3 separate regions of the Mus musculus genome follow, and regions 2 and 3 are each linked to region 1. A link is a contact called in public HiChIP or PLAC-seq and promoter capture Hi-C data. All regions are on one chromosome and are shown on one strand. The core of a region is the stretch at or near the end of the contact, and the rest is flanking DNA. Distances in the headings are between cores, read along the strand shown.

What was found. Promoter capture Hi-C pulls out the DNA fragments that hold promoters and counts their contacts. HiChIP or PLAC-seq counts read pairs in DNA pulled down with a chosen protein or histone mark.
Region 2: a contact with region 1 is called in a promoter capture Hi-C map of 3T3-L1-derived adipocytes, with 7 times the contacts expected there. The contact joins the promoter of Ccdc152 here to the promoter of AW549877 in region 1. A contact is called at or near these places in 8 of 39 promoter capture datasets (the 3T3-L1 cell line, 3T3-L1-derived adipocytes, cranial neural crest and 4 more), 1 of 15 datasets of contacts at CTCF or cohesin (the NIH/3T3 cell line), 14 of 484 Hi-C or Micro-C datasets (the HL-1 cell line, adipose-derived mesenchymal stem cells, cerebral cortex and 9 more), 9 of 115 datasets of contacts at active chromatin or transcription factors (the NIH/3T3 cell line, astrocytes, cardiomyocytes and 6 more) and 2 of 9 other capture datasets (adipose tissue and embryonic stem cells).
Region 3: a contact with region 1 is called in an H3K4me3 HiChIP or PLAC-seq map of the SCID.adh cell line, with 13 read pairs. The contact joins the enhancer-like site here to the promoter of AW549877 in region 1. A contact is called at or near these places in 1 of 39 promoter capture datasets (pre-B cells), 1 of 15 datasets of contacts at CTCF or cohesin (pro-B cells), 2 of 484 Hi-C or Micro-C datasets (pre-B cells and pro-B cells) and 4 of 115 datasets of contacts at active chromatin or transcription factors (the SCID.adh cell line, bone marrow-derived macrophages, large pre-B cells and 1 more).

The regions. Positions count from the first base shown.
Region 1 is chr15:3,994,338-3,998,431 of GRCm38.p6, forward strand. AW549877 (expressed sequence AW549877) reads right to left here and starts at 1,409. Exons shown (of 6, transcript NM_145930.3): 1 at 1,278-1,409. The coding sequence starts at 1,377. It overlaps Gm2093 (predicted gene 2093), which reads left to right and starts at 1,702. Exons shown (of 3, transcript NR_045740.1): 1 at 1,702-1,747; 2 at 3,068-3,147.
Region 2 is chr15:3,301,992-3,305,980 of GRCm38.p6, forward strand. Ccdc152 (coiled-coil domain containing 152) reads right to left here and starts at 1,535. Exons shown (of 9, transcript NM_001166063.3): 1 at 1,505-1,535. The region is part of intron 3 of Gm41254 (a long non-coding RNA gene); the gene reads left to right.
Region 3 is chr15:4,815,416-4,819,459 of GRCm38.p6, forward strand. No RefSeq gene overlaps it. Among named protein-coding and RNA genes, the nearest start is that of Mroh2b, 81 kb to the right of the region's middle. Within about 2 kb of position 1,891, at least 87 of the 459 cell types and tissues checked have an H3K27ac peak or open chromatin away from gene starts, as enhancers often do. A contact at or near this core is called in the SCID.adh cell line, bone marrow-derived macrophages and pro-B cells, where this site is marked.

The DNA of each region.
Region 1 (4,094 bases), core at 159-2,658:
CTCTATTATCTAGTTTGAATAAAATTGAAACTAACGATACTGACAACTCAAGAAAAACATATGACTGTTAAGCTAAGGGACCAATTTCCGATGTCTATTGATTTTGATGTATGAAAAAGGGCCAAGTATAATTCAAATACATATAATCTGGTGTTAAGTAAGCCCTGTTAGTAATTCTCCAGTAAGATTAACGTCAATGTTGCCTAGTAGATTGTAAAGCAGATAGCTACAGTTATGATTTTAGTAAATTTTCAGATGTATAAACAAAGCCTCCAAACAAGGCCATGGAACACTGAACCTCCTTTCCAGGCCTCCTTTCACAATGGATCATAGAATTCTTTCATAAGAAAATATGAATTACTGTTAGGCTCAGTAATAAGTAAGTAAGACTACCTGAGCTCTGGCTGACACATGACCCAGGGAGGTAACAGTGACTACAAATTCTATGTTCCGCTTGCCACAAACCAAAAGATAAAAAGCCTCAGTGTGGTCATATGTGCTTCATTTAATTATAGAACTGATTCCGTAAATACACCAACTAGTCAATCACCTGGGAGAAATGTTTCATTTCGGTCATCGTATGACTCTAATCACAAGAATTTTAAAGCTCATGGATGGTAAAGGCTCAACATTCAAAAAACAAAAAAAGATTACTGTCGAACCAATTGGCAACTGAGAATTTATAAAAAGCAAACCGAGTCTGATGTCAAAAGAATGACGTATTTCCTAACCTATTTTCCCTTCTAAGAAAATACCTAAGGACTAAAATGGGGCGGGGGGGGGAGCATTAAAATTACACCATAACTGTGTACAATATGTATTTACAGCTGAATTTTGAATTGAAAACAAAGTGGAAATTTACAAGGCAGTAATGAAAAAGTGAACTGTCATGCATGTCTCTCTGAATGCAAAAAAAAAAAAAAAAAAAAAAAAAAAAAAAACAACAAAAAAACATACTGTTCATTTTCTGGGCAGTATGAACATTCCGGAGAAAGTCCGTGTGTACTTTTATTTAAAGTCTACCCTTCTCGCAGATTCGACACCACACATCTGGTCGGATGTAAACAAAAAGGATTTCAAGGAACGTAGAAAACGCTGCATGGGTAACAGGACATCTGAGGAGAGGGCAGATGACTGCCCAATGGGGACCAAGCTCAGCAGTGCCAGCACCAGGGACCCCGCCTCGGACCGAAGGCCGCGCCTTCTGGCCACCGAGCGCAGCGGTCCCCTCGCATCTCACCACCGTCCGCCCACTTCCCTCTGCGGCGCTCCCTCACCGTCTTCCCCCGCGGCTTCGCTAAGGTGCTGTATGTGAGCCTGAGCCAGGTCCCCGAGCTCTTCCACCCGCCTCACCACACCGGACACCGCGGCCGCCATGGCCAGCTCGGGCGCGCCCGCCCTGTCCACGTGACCACGTGAGCCCCAGATCACCTGACGGCCTGGCTGGCGGAGTGGGGGCGGAGCCCGCCCAGCCGGTGGGCGGAGACATAGGCTCCGGGCTACGACCGCCCCGGCCCGCAAAGGTCGTTCCGGGTATTTAGTTCCTCCCAGTGGCCCTCTCCCTCCCACAATCCCGTGCTGCGAGGGGCCAGTCGATGATGTAAGGGCACACCTCTCTCCCGCCTTCTAATTTCAACCAATCGGAAGCCGACCATGCCCCGAGCTGAGCCAATAGGACATCGACTCTCTCCGCGGGTGCAGGGAGATTGCAGCCGCAGCAGCTGGCTGGAAGAGGGCGGTTTGGAAGGTCTGGAAAGAGGATTTGCAGCGGTTGGCGCTGTAGTGAAGGAGGTGGACTAAAATAAAACTTGATTGTAATGGTGGGGGCGGGGGGTGGTGGGGGAAGGTCAGAAACGGAAGTCTGCGGACGGGTGAGATTCATCCAAGCTGCGAGACCTAGTGTGAGGGCAGACAACTTGGCAGTCCTCAGCCTGCTAGCTGGCATAACGCTTTCCCCGAATCTTCACCCTGGAGCTTGTTTTTACTCCGGATTGATCTTGGCTAGCTCACACTTAAAGTACCTTAAATGTCTTGCGACCTAAACGTGGCAGCGACCTCACTGTCTTAGTTCACCTTGAGACCTTCCTGACAAGTGTTAAGTGTTCTTCCGGGTCTTAATCAGCACTCAAGTGGTCAAATTGCTTTGCATTCCATGAATGCTAATTCTTGCCTATGGCCACGGAAATCTAATGCTGTTTTGGCTTTTTGTTTGTTCGTTTGTTTCCCCCGGTTTGGCACAATATATTTTGAATAACTCTACCCTTCATCTTAATTTTAAGGTTTTTGTTGTAGCCTGGTAGAAAATATTTAAACTATGAAAATAGTAATGTGATCGTTTAAGAGTGACTAACCACAGTCACTTTTCTGCAAGTGGCCATGATGACCAGTTTTTTTCTCCTGTCATTTTACTCTAAATGCACAGAGCAAAAAACACGTGCTCTGTGTCTTCGGTACTTGTGTAATGCCCTTACGTACTTGGGAAAATGGTTTTTAATAGAAAACAATAATCAACAACAAATCCTTATGATACTTTATAATGAAGAATCTGAAGGCCAGAAAAATTGCATTCTATAATCAAGGTGAACTACAGAATTCAAACTCTTATGCTAGAGTGTTGACTTACTCTGTAATCCCAGAACTTGAGAAGCTAAGGCTGGAGGGGATGCTGGCAGTTCTAGAGCAGCCAGTACATACTGAGACCCAGTTTACAAACAAGCAAGCATCCCACAGAAATTAAGGACCCATATTCTAACATGCCAAACTGCACTAAATAACATTTCCAGGCACAAGCTGGAGAGATCATTGCTGGCAACCACATGGCCACTCCCAACTGTCTAGGCCTCCAGCTCCAGGGCATCTGATGCCTCTTTAGATCTCCATGGGCATTGTATACGGACATATATATGCAGGCAAAATGCACATAAAGAAAAAAATTACAATCATGATGATGCATCAAACTACAGTATTCTATATGGAAAGTCTTAACACTGGGAATTATTGTTCAACTGATATTTTGGTGTGTTCATTTTCAGAGAGAGAGTTGGAAATCTAGTCTTTTTTTTTTCAGATAAGGAGGAGAAGGATGAGACTGTTAACCTCCAAACTAAAGAATACATGATTCTGTGGTTTATTCAAGATCTTAACAAAGTAAGTTCTCATAGAAAGCTGGTTTCATCACAGAGAGACACCGGCAACAACCAGACCTTAGTAATTCACAAGGAAGTATTGAAACACAGAACCCTTGTACTAGAAAAAAAAATGCATTTCCCCTCCAAGTTATAGTTAGTTCTTTTTACTTTAGGAAATGCACATGAATAGAACAAATAAAAGATAAAAGCCATATTTTAAATCTCAGATGATTAGAATGTGCCAAAAATATGAAAGAAGCAAATTGATCACATTCGAACTACCTCCCTTTCCCTAACATACAAAATTTAGCTATATATCCAGCAAAGGAGAAATAAAATCATGTAGATTTTTACGAAAGATTTAAAGTTTTTAAATTTAAATATTTTTAAACAGAAATCTTGCTTGTCTCTGAACTACCAGTTCTGTTACTAATACCAATGGTTTGTAACATTGTTTTGGAAACTTCTCTCACTACCTTTGTTTGGGGTGGCGACAGACTTATTTTCTCATATAAGTGAACCAAATGACTAACAGTGATGTGTATGTGTGAATGTAATTACTTGCCACAGAAGGCTTCTATATACTAGGACCATTACATATTTATTTGGCTATGCATTCTGATTGTTGCCACTGCAACTACAACAGTAAATGCCTCTGCCATAACCCCTGCCCTCTCACAGTTTATCTAGTAAAGCAGTGTAGAGATAATAACAATACACAGCGAATTCAAAATTTTAGAATTATGGGAGGCACTAGGAAGGAAAATTAAAGAAGTAATATTTGATGTGAGATACTGAAGAAGAGGCTCCTCAAGAAATGATAGTGGCACCTAAATGATGGTAAAATTGGCCAATGGAGAGTAATAGTTGCTCAGCCAGAAGCCAATCAAGAGAGAGAAAACACATGATGTCCAGCATAGTGCTAAACACCTCAAGGTCCAGACTCGGGCAAGTGGTGAGCTAGAA
Region 2 (3,989 bases), core at 285-2,784, 690 kb before region 1:
GAAGGTGTCTTACTAGAACCAAGATTAATACAATATCAAAGTGTGAAATACTTGGCATTACATTTTTCTCACATAAAAAAAAAAAGGTGGTGAAATACAGTTTTGAAACTCAGCTATTCTAGATTTGGGAAAAAAGACCACAAGGCCATGTATTGGATGTTAACTAGTCCAAAATAAATGGTATTCAAAATACTTTTTTTGTGGTCATATTCTTGTCAAACTGGACACTGCCTGACATTACTCTGTCAAGAAATTCCACTTTCTTCTTTTTATGTTACTTGACTGTAGCAGCTTTTAATCGTTTTGAAATCTGAATTTTGGTTATGTACTTCCAGTTTAGTGAAACACTTGCAATTCTGTATTGCATATCAGTAAAATTATATTTCAAAAACCTCAGTAAAAACTTGTTCCTTCTGGTAGAAAAATAATCATAATAGACAACCCCCATAACAAAACAGTTTCATTCTTTGTTGAACAAAGTTAAAAAAAAAAAAACACTAATTGATATTGTTACTTAAACTAGAGGATAATCTGAAGTATTTAAAAATCTCCTTTTCTCCTTTTTAGTTCCTAACGTTTTAAATAATTTTAAAAAACGAATTCTGTCTTAGACCCAGATTCCTGAATCAAATGCATTTTAATTTGAGTCTGAATCTTCTCCAGCTGTTTTTCTTCATAGAATATATATATATATATATATACATATATATATATATATATATATATATATATATATATATATATATATATATATATACACCTTGTAACTAAAGCTAAGGATGTTGCTCAGTGGAAGTACATTTGCTTTCCAAGTGCGCCCCCCCTCTCTCTGTGTATTCGTGTGTGTCTGTGTGTGTGTGTGTGTGTGGGGGGGGTGATGGGGGGGTAGTCTGGTATTCATGGAGATCGTCCTGTCTCTGCCTCCTGAATGCTGGGATCGAAGACATGCATCACCACCACCCGGTCATTTCTGCATGTCTTAATTGCCCTCTTCTCCCAATTTCCTAGGTTCAAATTCTTTCAATGAATTTGGTTTTGCCTAGAGAAACTCGGCAACAAGTTAGTGATTCAGTGCTTACTGAGTTCTCTACTTATATGGCGTTCAAGGCTCAGTCTCCACCATGTCCACTGGCAAGAGATAGTTTCATTTCCTTCTTCAGCTCGGTGGCTGTTGACGTGGGCATCCCAGGGCTTGACTTCTCTCCAGCCCCACTCAGTTGGGCCCTGGCACTCATAGGTGCCAGGAGTGGGGCTCAGCTTGTTCCCTGTTCTTTCTTCTGAGCTCTCCGAGGCTTTACTCTCAGACCCTGGGGCTAAGGCCCACCATGGCGTTCCGCTGTCCTCTGAGGCCCAACAGACGCGCAGGGGTGTGGGCAAGGGGCTCCGGTGTGAGAGGAGTGGGTAGGATAAAACTGCAGGAATCCAGGACACTTCAAGGAGGTGTCAGGAAAAGAATCGATGGAAAACTGGGATTCGAATCTCCAGGGAAGAGCTTGGAACGTACCTGCTGCCAAGGCGCGACATCCAGTCTCCAGCAAAGTCCTTCGGGTGCGGGTAGCTGGTCCGTTTCAGATTTTAGTCCTCTTCCGGGTGGGAAGCAGGGTCCCCCACCTCTGGGTCCGCCGTTCTCCTTGGCCGGTCAGCACCCTCTCCTAGAGAATACCTTAGAGCCCCACCAATTTACATCCTCCTAGGTGCTTTCATGGATTTCTTAGACCACAGAACAACACTCAGCCACTGCCAGACTAATCACTGTTTTGGCAACTTAAGAATGAACCAGCTTTGCTTGGTTTATACATCAGCACAATTAAATAAATAAGAACCCATATTCATCCCAGTGGTTTATAAGCCCTTTAAAGTACCAGATTCAATTATTTGATAGTTTCATGTCTATTCTCTTACTGATTTAGTGATTCAGGGCATGGACTATAATGTAAGTTCTACCAATGTCTTTGTCTTGGGCAACCTAATTTTTTTTGTGTGTCCCAGCTTTTTATCCATATAGTATCATTAATAAAAATTTCTACTCATTAAGGTTGTTCTACCAATTAAATGAATTTATCACTTAAAACATGATAGGGTCTCTTGCTTCAAGTGTTCAAAAATTATCATAATTTCCAATGTTGTCCTGTAGTAGCTGAAATGTATCTGCTGAAAAGGTATTTGAATGAGAAATAAAAACTTAAATTTCATTAATTTGATTTTTCTATAGAATTAATTTTTTCAGGCACAGGAATGTAAACAGTAATAGGATTATTCATATTTCATTATTTGAAAGTTTAAGGTATAGCAAAGTATTAGAACTGGATCCAAGTGGAGAATTTGAGTCCCCACTGCGTGTTCAAGTTTTCTTTAGCATTGGTACCAACGCATAGATAGGGATTTGAAAAACAAATAGATGAAGGAACTGGACAGTAGAGGGGTAAGAATTTCCCGGTATCATGGCTGATCTGAAAGGATTCACCACCGGAGGAATCAGATTTTAATAAGACTTGAAAGATTAGGTTTTAGTTGTTGCACCCGGAGATTGAATTACCATTGCTTCTGGGGGGAAAAAAAAGAAAGAAAGAAAAAAAAAGATGAGATTCTTTACATGCTCATCAGGAATACTGGTCTGTAATTTTCTTTCATTCGTTGTGTTTTTACGTGGTTTGAGCATTAGAGAAATGCTGCTTCATAAAAGGAGTTGGTAATACTCTGCCTCTTCCTTTCTCTCTCTCTCTCTCTCTCTCTCTCTCTCTCTCTCTCTCTCTCTCCCTTCCTTCCTTCCTTCCTTCCTTCCTTCTTCTTTCTTTCTTTATAACTTAAGAATATATTCCTTTTTTGTGTGTGTCTTTGATGGGCTGGTTGAAGTTGTTGATCATTTCTTGGTTTAAATTTGATGATTCATGCCAATCTAGATGTGTCCAATTCCTTTTAGATTTTTTAACTGAATGGAGTACACATCTTTAAAGTATCCCTTTATAATATTCTGAATTTCTTTGGTGTCTATTGTAATGTTCCCCAATTCATGTCTAATACTGGTAATTTTGGATTCTCTCTCTCTCTCTCTCTCTCTCTCTCTCTCTCTCTCTCTCTGTGTGTGTGTGTGTGTGTGTATGTCTCTCTCTGTCTCTCTCTGTCTCTCTGTCTCTCTCTGTCTCTCTCTGTCTCTCTCTCTGTCTCTCTTTCATTAATGGGGCTAAGGTTTTCTTGATCTTCTTTGACTTTTCAAGGCACCAACTCTTACATTCATATGTATATATGTCATTTAAATGAACTTACATGACTTGGACTATAATGTTCCCCTCAAGAGGCAGAATAACAAAAACCCAACTGTCAAACCTGTGAAACTTCCCTTCTAGTTGTGGGTCAAGGGAGCCTTCTATTGATTGAAGTACAGGTATTTGTGGGCTGTTGCTATAGATGCTGGTACCCATACTCTGGTCCTCTTGATTGATCAGCAAGTGCTCTTAACCACCAAGCCATCTGTCCATACCCTGCATTCAGTTTTGACATCAGGTTAGTGCTGGTTTCATAGGATTAGTTTGTGATTTTTGTTCCCCTTTCCGTTTTTTTTTTGTTTGTTTGTTTTTGTTTTTGTTTTTTTGATATTGTTTGAGGAATATTGATTGGTGTTACCTCATCTTTACAAGTTTGTGGAACCTGGAAGTGACTCCTTTTAGTGCAACATGCTTTTTTTGTTGTTGTTGAGAGACATACCAGTTCAACATCATAGATTATTTTGGATCTGCTTTTATTCTTTATAACCTTTATAACCTTGATTTAATTTTGGTAGGTCAAATCAGACCTCAATCATTTGAGGTTCAGCCTGTGGGTGTCTTTATGAGTTGTATTTTTTAGTAAAAACAAACAATTGGACCTAGTAATATTTTTTAATCCAGTCACCCAGTGTGTGTCTCTTTACTGATAAGTTGAAGCCACGTACACTTAAGATTTTAATAGATATTAAATGATCTCTGTATTTGTTTGTTCTTTTTATGATTGGT
Region 3 (4,044 bases), core at 641-3,140, 820 kb after region 1:
TTCTCAGTTTGCACAGTGTAGCAGGGACTGATCCGGGTCCTAGGAGGTACTGCTGGCAACCACCGCATTCTTTTAAGAATGCCTAGTTTTGAGATGAATCACACACAACACAGCTGACCCTGATCTTATAGTTGATGTCAAAACCTTAGGGTCTTCCTTCTCCTTCCTCACCCTACACAGGGATGTGTAGACGCTGCTTCTGTAAGTCTCCAATGCAGGGGAGTGGGGGGTGGACACCCACTTCAGGCCACGAGCCACAGCCACCTGGTAGAAATCTTCCTGCATTTTGCATATTAAATGCAGCCCTTCCTCCTCTCGTTAATCCTAAATCCTTGACAACATCATAAAGATCTTGTAATACAAAATGAGAAAAAAATGAGCAGGAAAGGCCCTGAGAAAACATATTTTCCTAGTGTAATTAGAGTTGAGTTGGCATCTCCTCTAGGATTCACTGGTCCATCATCCTCCCACGCAAGCCACCCATGGACTTCTGGCACTGAGAGTAGAGAAAGCTTGTATGCCTCCTACCCTCAGGCTTCCTGAGACAATTCAAGAATAAGATCTGTTAAATAGGACCACATCCCAAAGTAAGAGTCAAGAAGCTTTCTCCAAAGCTGACTTGGCTGCTCTCCCCTACAAAACAGATCTCAGAGAGGAAAGGAACCCCATGGGGGAGGGGAGATGGTCCCCCAGGAATCTACATACAACATTCATAGTGGTCATTTAATCCCTTCCTCTGAAAGAAAGGTGAAATTTCAAGACCTGTAAGTCATATAAAGTACTCAGAAATTGCTGGTTGTTTGTGAGCCTAGAGGCTGCCTGGGGCTGAGAAAAAAAGAAAAACAAACCGGGGCATGCCCCATAGTTAAAACATTCCTGGGAACAGCTTGACCATAGAGATAAAGAGGAATGTGAAGACATAACAGGGCTATCTGAACTGAGTCAATAGCTCACAAAACTCTGACATCCTGCACGTACATGTAATTTTTCTGCTGATGTTTGAATAAGCCAATAGTGTGTCACTATGCTGAATTCCACACCCCTAAACCCCTTACCCCATAAAAACCCCTAGCTTTCGAGCCTCGGGGTGGAATCCACTGTCTCCTGCATGAGATATGTTTCCACCTGGAGCTCTGCCATTAAACTGCCTCCTGTGTTTACAGCAAGAAAGGATTCTCGTGTTTCTTTTTGTGCTCTCTCTCTCCCGAGACTAGAGTGGGGGTCCCCAAAAGGGGGTCTTACACCTCTCTTCTGGGTGAAAAAAAAGGAAGATACTAAAAAAAATCTCTTCCCCACCTCCAAGCCACTACCAAAGCCACCAAAGGAGTCATTTGTGAGGCAGGGGCCACCTACAGTTAAGAGTAAGCAGGTACTGCAAGAAACCACTGAACACAGCCATTCTCTGTGGAGAGAAAGATCAGTTTTCATAAAAAGAAAGTGACTGGCTGCCTTGGACAGTAGAGAACAGAAGCCAGCTGCAATCACTTGTGGTGTTACACCGGGACCTGTGGTGAGGAGCAGCTGCTCAGAGAGTGGAAGTGCTACAGCTGTGGTCAGAAGTGTTTCAAAGTTAGCTGGAAGCTGTGGTCAGGAGCATTCAGCTAAACCAGCAAAGGCTTCTGAAAAAGACTTTCTGTTTCTGTTTCCTTGGAAAAACCGCGCTCCATTGGGGTCGACTTAGAGTCATCCTCATCAACACTGCTGCTTTGGAGGCCACTTCTCTACGACCTAAGAGTAAGGGCCTGGCATGTGCTGTGGAATGTCAGCTCTGCTGTTGGTGGTGGGGTTTCTAAGAGGGTCCTGAAAATACTGATCCATGTCAACGCATTTCCCCCTTCCTTCCGCGAGCTCAGAGCACTTCCTGTTTAGTATTGAAAGCAAGATGCTTTCAAGAATGGCTGGGCATGAGGAATCCTTCCTCTTCTGGCTTCCAGTAATTGCCAGCAGTCCTTGATATTCTTTGGTTTGGGGATGCATGGTTTCTATCATAACCCTGACCAACTCTTCTTTTTGCAAATGCCTAGATCCAACTCACCCTCTTCTGGGACTCCTTCGGGCACCTATATTCACGTGTACAAACTTGCACAGAGACACACATGTATACGGATCATTAAAAATAAGGACAAACCTTTTAAAAGTATTTCCTATTTGTTGTCCGTAGTATAATCAAAGATCGGGCCAGCAATAATTATTATTTTGATTAAAAATGACTCACACGTACTTTAAAGTATTTCTCTTTTCCTTGTAACTTTTTCCTTTCAGTGAGGACAAGTTGATCCTTTAGCTCTTTGGTTACTTTGTCTCCAAGAACTTTTTAGTGCTCTAACCCATTAAAGTCTGCATTAAGCTAATTTGCATACCATTTATCAGTTGAATTCTTCACACTCTGATATTAATATTAATATGGCAATTTAGTACAATAGGTGTTAAGAGCTACTAATAAAATTATCACCAGGAAGCAGAGAGCAGCAGCCGAGCATATTAAATACCTGGAATTTAGATTGGGAGTCTCCGGCTCTGTCCTAAAAGATTAAATAAATTCTAGGTCAAAGGTAAGAAGTTTCTCCTCTGAGGCTAATGAAGATGAGTGCTAAGCATCTGTGTGTGTTGCCTGGGTGGCTGAAAATTAGATCGGTTCTTTTTAAATATAGATTTTGAGTCTGTTGACTGTAATATGCTGACAAAATAAGTGACCTCCCCGACTGTTAAATTTTGTTAGGATCAGAGTCACTGAAGGCACATGATCTCAAATTTCAAGTACTCTAGTGGCATGGTGTTTCAGCCTGACAAAGGGTTGCTTTTTCAATCTTCAGTAAATATGACATTTTAGGTAGGTTTTTTTTTTCCTTCCCTTTCTACAAAGGACTTCTGCAACGCTCAAATCTGCTTAGCTTTGAAAGTTGAAATTCTCTGTTGTTCCCAAGAGATCGTCCACAAGGTAACACCTCTTCCATATCCTTATCTGAATGCTACTCCTCCATGAGAAGCTGTCAGATTGTGATGATTCTAGCTCTTGGATGCCAAACTGCCCTGACGCTTGATTAATTGGATTCCAAATGGCTGGTTTCCTCTAAGGTCACCTTTGTTCTTTTGGAATATACTGTAAGCATCCGACTTCTAACCAAACAAATGGCCTGCAAGATCAGAGTTGTCCCCAGTCTGTTTATGCATGTGAGTCAGGTCGATGCATCCCTATTTGTCTTCTTGACAAGTTCTGGCTGCAACAGCCTTAGCTCCACATGTCCACTGTCAGATAGTGAAGGTAGATGTCACCAATCAAGGGGCTCCAGGGGACAGATGGTATGCAGAAAGTCATTCAGAGATTTATATAGAAGGATGTTTATCACAACATTATTTATAATAGCAAACAATGACAGATCTTAAATATCCAATAATAAATTATGGTCACAGCAGATGATAGCACAGTATGAGGTCACTGATATCTTTTTTTTAAAGCTTTAAGGAACACTTTTAATAAAAACTTAAAACCATACTGTGAAATTTCTCCATGTATATAAATGACTTTTATGTAGTCACTGTGGTGCATACCTGTAACCACGTCACTTGGGAGATAGAGGCAAGAGGGTTGGAGGTTCAAGATCAGCTTCAGTTATATAGTAAGACCTTTCCTCAAACAAACCAAAAATGATTTAAATGAAATAAAATCATGCCTAAAAGAATAATGACTGAGAAAATAAGTATTGTTAAAAGATAAGAGTAAGGGTTTTGTTTGTTTGTTTGTTTGTTTTGGTCTCTTTGCTTGTGTAATCTAGATTTTATCCAAATGGCATGCATTTTTTAACTAGATATGAAAATTCATTTTTGCCTTCTTTGTGAGAACAGATAGTTAATTCTGCTGTGTACATAGGCTGACAGCGTGGATGACAAAGGCCTCCCTGGTCTGGATTTACTCATGTGAGGCATGTTTGGCCATTTTTAGCTAAATTTGTGAGCCTCTCTTGTATCATTCATTGTTTCCATATAAATCCTAAATTCCTTCAAAGTCACAAGAGTTAAGTTTGTAATCATGCACATAACAAAGAT